Linked DNA regions of Mus musculus: region 1 is linked to region 2. The links are chromatin contacts, called in public promoter capture Hi-C maps. All regions are on one chromosome and are shown on one strand. The core of a region is the stretch at or near the end of the contact, and the rest is flanking DNA. Distances in the headings are between cores, read along the strand shown. Region 1 overlaps Clip2 (CAP-GLY domain containing linker protein 2). Region 2 overlaps Gtf2i (general transcription factor II I).

Evidence for each region. Capture Hi-C pulls out chosen DNA fragments and counts their contacts.
Region 1: a contact with region 2 is called in a promoter capture Hi-C map of pancreatic islet. The contact joins two enhancer-like sites. A contact is called at or near these places in 1 of 484 Hi-C or Micro-C datasets (nephron progenitors), 1 of 115 datasets of contacts at active chromatin or transcription factors (memory CD8 T cells) and 3 of 9 other capture datasets (adipose tissue, liver and pancreatic islet).

Annotation. Positions count from the first base shown.
Region 1 is chr5:134,505,567-134,509,312 of GRCm38.p6, reverse strand. The region is part of intron 8 of Clip2 (CAP-GLY domain containing linker protein 2); the gene reads left to right. Among named protein-coding and RNA genes, the nearest start is that of Clip2, 45 kb to the left of the region's middle. Within about 2 kb of position 1,777, at least 50 of the 459 cell types and tissues checked have an H3K27ac peak or open chromatin away from gene starts, as enhancers often do. A contact at or near this core is called in pancreatic islet, where this site is marked.
Region 2 is chr5:134,294,169-134,298,007 of GRCm38.p6, reverse strand. It overlaps Gtf2i (general transcription factor II I), which reads left to right. Exons shown (of 34, transcript NM_010365.4): 2 at 2,395-2,498. The coding sequence starts at 2,400. Among named protein-coding and RNA genes, the nearest start is that of Gtf2i, 19 kb to the left of the region's middle. Within about 2 kb of position 2,562, at least 48 of the 459 cell types and tissues checked have an H3K27ac peak or open chromatin away from gene starts, as enhancers often do. A contact at or near this core is called in pancreatic islet, where this site is marked.

The sequences.
Region 1 (3,746 bases), core at 528-3,027, 210 kb before region 2:
TTCCTGTTGTGTCTCTTGAAGCTCCCTGGGAAAGGAAAAAGCAAGAACTCTCTGGAATGGCCACGTGAGACAGGGAGCTCAGCTCTTCCTGATGTTGTCAGACCTGTCTGGCTTCTGGAAGCCACTTCCCTTCAGCAGACCTCAGCTTCCTCCTCTGCAGAGTGAAGCAGTCTTGGTCCATTACAGGCTCTCAGGCCCGCGTGTCCATCTAGACCTAGTGGTCTGCATTTGTGACTGTTTCCCAAGTTCCTGAGGGACCTTAGAAACCTCAGCCGTAGGTCATTTCTGAGTTCCACTCGGGTTGATCTGGGCCTGGTGGCACCCTAGTTTTCAAGTATAGCTGGAGCAAGATGATTATAAGCTCAAGGCTAGCCTGGGCTACGTACCAAGTCTAAGCCAACCCGTACTTCTTAGCAAGACCCTGCCTGGAAGGAAGGGAGGAGGGGCTGGAGCTGGGGCTCAGTCGGTAGAATGCCTGCTTAGCATGTGTGACGCTCCGGGTTCAGCTGGTAACGCCACCGTGGGGAGGTGGAGGCCGGGGGCTCGAAATTGAGGTCATCCTTGGCTACGTGGCAAATTCAAGGCTAGTCTGGTTAGCTGACAATGAAAGCTGGACATGGGGTGCACTCCTGTAACCCCAGACCTCAGGAAACAAAAGCAGGAGGATCAGGAGTTCAAGGCCAGCCTTGGCTATGCAGTGAGTTTGAGGCTAGTCTGGAATAAATGAGACTCCAAAAAAGGAAGGAAGGAAGGGAGGGAGGAAGGAAAGAGGGAGAGAGGGAGGGAAGGAAGGAAGGAAGGAAGGAAGGAAAGAAAGAGGGAGGGAGGGAGGGAGGGAGGGAGGGAGAAAAGAGGGAGTGAGGGAGGAAGGGAAGGAGGGAAGGAAGGAAGGAAGGGAAGGAGGGAGGGAGGGAGGGAGGGAGGGAGGGAGGGAGGGAGGGAGGGAGGGAAAAAGCCAGGTATCCTTCCCCAGCCTGAAGCTGTTGTGATTTGTGGTTTTGTTACAGCCAGAGGGACAGCACAGGTGGTTATGTCTGGCTTATCTGAAGGACAGCAGTCCCCCTGTAGGGGACAGATGGGTGGGCTTGAGGGGAGAGGGGGGCTGCCAGAGCTAAGCCCTCTGCACCTGCTCCCATCAACAGATCTTAGCAACGATCGGTTGTAGGGAAATGCACACATGCACACCCCTGGCCGGCAGTTCAAGGGACTGGAGTCAGGGTGGTGTCAGGTGCTCACAGACCCTTGGCGACTCTGGGTCAGCCTGTCTGTCTGCCACCTGTCTGTATCTTTTACTACATCTCCTCCTTATTCCAGCCTGCCAGATTGCTACCACCCAAGCTATCCCCCGGAGAGAACCTGGTTGGTCCCAGGGCTGCCAATAGGCTGGCAGGCATTGAGGCAAGGGACAGAACAAGACAAATAGTGTCACATGGCCAGTGTAGCCAGAAAGACTATCACATCCTGTGTTTATATTTTTATTTTTGATTCTAAAGACTAAATTGTGACCATATTCAGAGCAATCAGAATGTGAATTGAGGTAACATTAACTTAATCCCTGCCCCACATTTGGTTGTGGTTGCGTTGTTTGATACTACACGGGCTGGCCTGGACCTCAGAATTCTCCTGCCTCAGCCTGTAGGTGCTAGGATTCCAGGCTTGAAGCCACCTTGCCTGTTTCCCCCAACCATCTTAAAAGACAAAGCAGGAGGCTATAGGGATGGCTCAGTGGCTAAGAATACTCACTACACTTCCGAGAACGTGGCATTCGAGTTCCAGATGGCTCACAACCTCCTAGATCTCCAGCTACAAGGGTTGTAGTGCCCTCTGCTGACCCCAACCGGCACCTGCACACACACCCATGGAAACGCGGGCATGCTTGCACAAGTAAAAACAAATCTTTTAAAAAGTGAAAACTGGGACCCGGGAGGTTGCCCGCGGCTAAGAGCACTTGCTGCCCTCATGGAGGACCTGAGGGTTCTCCCAGCACCCGAGAGGTACTTCACCATCTGTAACTTCAGTTTCAAGGGATCGGATTGTTTTCTGGCCTCCAAGCTCATGGCCTCAAAACATACATGGTTTATACATATGTGCAGGAAATACATTTGCACACATAAAATAAATACATAAATCTAAAAACGTATAAGTTAAAACCAAGGTCCGGGGGATGTGGCTCAGCAGCAGAAGACTTACCCAGAAACTCAAACTGGGGGGCCTGGGGACATGACTCGGCTGATCACATGGCTAGAACTCCCCAGTTAGGGGGCCACGATGAGGCTCATCAATACAGAGCCTGAGTTTGGATTCCTAGCACTCTCATTAAAAATGGGCACAGCAGCCAGGCATGGTGGCACACACCTTTAATCCCAGTACTAGGGAGGCAGAGGCAGGCGGATTTCTGGGTGTGAGGCCAGCCTGGTCTACAGAATGAGTTTCAGGACAGCCAGGGCTACACAGAGAAACCCTGCCTGAAGAAACAAAAACAAAAATTGGCATGGCACAGGTCTAACCTTGTTGCTGAGATTGGCCAGTTGGCATAATTCAGTGGAGTGTGATTAAGGTCTGACATAGACTAGGGTGATGCATGCCTTTAATCCCAGCACTTGGAGGCAAAGGCAAGAAGGTTTCTCTTTCTCTCTTTCTGTGAGTTCGAGGCCAGCCTGGTCTGTAACCTGGTGAGTTCCAGGACAGCCAGAACTATACAGAGAAACCCTGTCCTGAGCACCTCCCCTGGACCCCTCAACATAGACACACACAGACACACACACACACACACACACACACACACAGAGAGACACACACACACACACACAATTACCTGACATCCACCTCTGCTCTCCACATGCATATGAACACACAAAGTCAAAATTGAAAGCCCAAACCCTGTCCCAAACATAATAGTTGGTCCCTTGGGGCTGGGTCACCCTGTCTTCTACTGTCTTCATGACTAAACTCATCATTGCTCATTAAGCGTCCCTGTCGATCTTCCTCTGCTGACTGGCTGCCATTAGGTGCCTGGGCTCCAATCTTTCAGTCTCCATGGCTGCCACTTCTTGCTGGCATCTGAGTGTATTAGCCCTGCCGTCTAAGCCCCGCCCACCCCCTTCAGGACTTGCTGCAGGGTTGTGTGTGTGTTGGGGTGGGGGGTGATCGCTTTAACCTGTGTTTCTCTAAGGGTGAGCAGTACCCTCCCCTCTCTCTGGAGACAAACCTAGTTTCCAGTCTGGTCCCCTAGAGTCCCCCAGGGTGTGTGTCCTCTGCGCGTCCCTGCTTACATGCAGAGATCCATCATGAGCCCTCCAAATGCCAGCCCTGTGCCACCCAGAGAATGTCATGCTTTGTTCTCGAATGAAACGGGTGTTGTAAAGAGGGGACAAAGGTACCCTTGTCCTTCCAGAGACCAGGCGTCCTCTGCAGAATCTGGGCAGGGTGAGGAGAGGGGAGGGATGTCGAATCAAGCTAGGCTCTGGGAAGGGCAATGGGCATTTGCCCAGTCCCCACCCAGCAGGCCTGCCTGAGGAGAATCAAGATGGTGTGTGTTTTGAGTTAGCCAGGCATGGTGGCACATACCTGTCATCCCAGTGCTAGGGAGGCTGAGGCAGAAGAATTGCAGGTTCAAGGGCATCCTGGGTTACACACTGAGTTCCAGGCTAACCTGGGCATGGTACGGTCTTCATACTTGGGGAGTGGGGGGTCAGCCTTAGCAACATAGTGAGTCCCTGTCTCATAAAACTAAACCAAAGTCCAGA
Region 2 (3,839 bases), core at 1,313-3,812:
CTGTGTTCTGCAAAGCATTGTGGGAGCTCACAGCTTTGCAAGTGCTCCTCTGGAGTCCTGGGTCACACACACAGGGAGGTTAGAACCACAGGATTTCAGTCACCCTTCCTTAAGGTCATGCTATGAGAAACATTGTTTAAAATAGAATCTATTTAAGTTGAGAAGAATAATGTTAACAGGCATATCATTTACATACTTTTTATAGAAAAGCAATTTTGTAGCGTATTTGGTTTAGTTTTTAACCTCAGACTGTCTCCGTGTGTCTCCCTGTCGCATGCCAGTGGAGTGTCTGTGTGATGTCTTTGTTTTTGCTGCTAAATTAACTTTGGCAAAATAGTATCATAAAAATTTCAGCTTCGCTGGGCATGGTGGCGCACGCCTTTAATCCCAGCACTTGGGAGGCAGAGGCAGGCGGAGGCAGGCGGATTTCTGAGTTCGAGGCCAGCCTGGTCTACAGAGTGAGTTCCAGGACAGCCAGGGCTACACAGAGAAACCCTGTCTTGAACCCCCCCACCCCCCCAAAAAAAAATTTCAGCTTCGAGTCAGGCGTGGTGGTGCACGCCTTTAATCCCAGCACTCAGGAGGCAGAGGCAGGTGGATTTCTGAGTTCGAGGCCAGCCTGGTCTACAGAGTGAGTTCCAGGATAGCCAGGGCTACACAGAGAAACCCTGTCTTGAAAACAAAACAAACAAACAAACAAACAAATTAGCTTCGTCTGTTCTCCAAAGGTTGGGTTCTCTGACATTTCTATTAGCATTATTCTCCACCTGAGGGTGTTTTGTTTGAGGTTGGTTGGTTGGTTGGAGACAGGATTTCTCTGTGTAGCCCTAGCTGTCCTGGAACTCACTCTGTAGAACAGGTCGGCCTCGAACTCCGAGATCTAATTTGCCTTTGCCTCTGCCTCTGCCTGCCAGTGGTATTAAAGCCACCTGAGTTTTATTCCTTTCTGTCAGCCTCTCCCCTCTGCTCCCACTTTGCAGCCATTCTACTTTAGTCTCTGGATTTGAGCCTTCCAGGCGTGCCCCGGGACTAGAGTCACGTGGGCTTTGCCCTTCCGCGGTGGTTCTTTCATTTGCAGTACTCCCAAGTATTACAGCATGCGTGATGTCTTAGTTACGTCTCGATGGCTATGAAAAGCACCGAGGCAGCTTATAAAGGAAAGCATTTAATTTGGGGCTAACAGTTCCAGAGGTTTAGAGTGCATGACCATCATGGCAGGGAGCATGCCGGCAGGTGGGTGGGCAGGCGGGCGGGCAGGGTATGGGGTGCTGGAGCTGGCAATTTGCACTTGCTCCACAGGCATGAGGCAGAGAGAGCTAGCTAGTTGAGAATGGCTTGGGCTTTTGAAATCTCAAAGCCTACCCCCAATGACATCTCCAGCAAGGCCACACCTCCTCCTCCTCCTCAAACAGTTCCATCCACTGGGGACCAAGCATTCAAATGTAAGAGCCATTGGGGGCCATTTGCAGTCAGACCACTACAGATGAGACACTCCTTCCTCTTTTTCCTTTTGGAGACAGTGTCATTAGCCCAGACAGGCCTTGCGTTTACATTGTCCAAGGATGTCATTGAACCTCCTGCCCCTGCCTCTTAGTGGTGGGACCACAGGTGTGCACAAGACGGGCTGGAACCCAGGCCTTCATTCTGGTCAGGAAAGCACTCTCGCAGCAGAGCCACGTCTCCAGCCCAATGTCCTGCTTGTAAAGACGCAGTGATGTTCATTACATGCATAGCTCACATTTTGCTAATTCCGGCCACCGTTAGACTGTTAGAATGCCATGAATCTGAGAGCACAAATCATATTGCAGTCCCAGAAGTGCAGTGGCTGGACTGCATAATTCTCTTTTGAGTTTAATTTTGTTTTAAGGAATTATCCAAAGCAGCAGTGCAGCAGTTTGAAGCTTTCCAATTCTCTCCACATCTTTTCTAGCTGTTACTATCTTACGTTTTTGTTGTTTGAAATTCCTATGTGCCGTCTTGTTGATACCATAGAACCAAAAACTATGCCTGAAGAGAGTGTGTGTTAGGATTCATAGGTACTACCCAGGGCCCTGCAGCCTCTTCCTTAGAGAAGAAGCTTGGCTCGGCCACAGTAACGCCACCTGCTCTTTCTGTGGGTGCACACAGGGGAGAGGCAGAAGTTTGTGGCTTGCCTGTGAATTGGATCACGAAGTGTGGCTGCTCTCCCTGGAGAGGATGTCACTGGGTCTGGGTGCCATCTGGGTTTAGTTGGGGTGTGATGCTGAGCTAATTTTACAGAAATGACACGCCACGGGAAGTTGAGCACATATCTTAAAGAAAGCTATGAAACTATAAATGACGTGGGCCGGGACGCATAGAGCACTGGCCATGGTGGGTCTTCTACATTCACCTCCCTGTGTTTTCCTCGTGCAGGAATCATGGCCCAAGTAGTGATGTCTGCCTTGCCTGCCGAAGATGAAGAGTCTTCAGAGAGCAGGATGGTGGTGACCTTCCTCATGTCTGCCCTGGAGTCCATGGTGAGATTCTGTGGCTCTGCCAGTGGTTTCTGTGAAACAGTAACTAAACGGATTAATTATTACTCCTTTCTTAGATGCTGGGATTGAGCCATCGCTGTGTCTCGTGTGGTAGGCCAGCGCTCTACCACTGTCTCCCTGGGGCCTATTATTATTTTGAGGCCATCTGACCTGCACTGTCTGATCCTTTTTGTCTCGGTCTCCAAAATGTTAGGATTACAGCAGGCAAGCACTCTTGTAACTGAGCTGCATCCTCGCAGTCCCAAGGTTTCAGCTTTGGAGTCAATACTTTCCAACCAGGTTTCATAGAACGTCTCTGTGCTGGGACTCAGGCCAGGCGTGGTCCAGCATTGTGCTCTGCACCCTGCACATCCCCAGCCCTCAGGTTCTTCAGGAGGTTTAATTCCATCAGAAAGCTTTCGTAAAGTCAGTCAGAGGTAGGAGGGTCTTTTTAGTATTCTAGCACACTTTGGGCTATATAATGAGACCCTGTCTTAATATACCAAAAAAAAAAAAAAAAAACTCCAAAGAAGCCAAACACTTAGGCATGGAATTGCCTTATGAGTGGGCTTCAGATCTGCTCTCAGGTGGTGGCACTAGTTCCTCGGGCTCCTAGACCACCTAGCAGTGCCTCACTACGACTACAGTTTCAGACTTCCCCGATACAGCACCCCTCCCCTGCCAGCTCTTCCTGGCAGCAGAGGCGGCTGACCCTTGGGACGCTGCCCTCCCTAAGGCCTCACAAAGTGCACGTCTGCAAATCTGAGTTTGTATCTTGAGGAATCTTACCTTGTGTGTATGTTCTTGCTTTCATTCTTTTTTTTTGTTTTTTGGTTTTTTTTTTTTGTTTGTTTGTTTTGTTTTTTTGAGACAGGGTTTCTCTGTATAGCCCCGGCTGTCCTGGAACTCACTTTGTAGACCAGGCTGGCCTTGAACTCAGAAATCCTCCTGCCTCTGCCTCCTGAGTGCTGGGATTAAAGGCGTGCACCACTACCGCCCAGCACTTTCATTCTTCCTGTACGTTGTTTTTGTTGTTTTGATTTTGTTTGACCCCCCAGCCCCTTTAGAACTAGGTACAGCATCTACTTTCACTTAATTTAAAGATGTAAATGACCAAAAAAAAAATCTGTCATCACTGGTACAGAAACACGCCTTTAATCCCAGCACTCGGGAGGCAGAGGCAGAGAGGCAGAGAGAGAGGCAGAGAGGCAGAGGCAGGCGGATTTCTGAGTTCGAGGCCAGCCTGTTCTACAAAGTGAGTTCCAGGACAGCCAGGGCTACACAGAGAAACCCTGTCTCAAAAAACAAACAAACAAAAAAACCCAAAAAGATGTGAATGACACT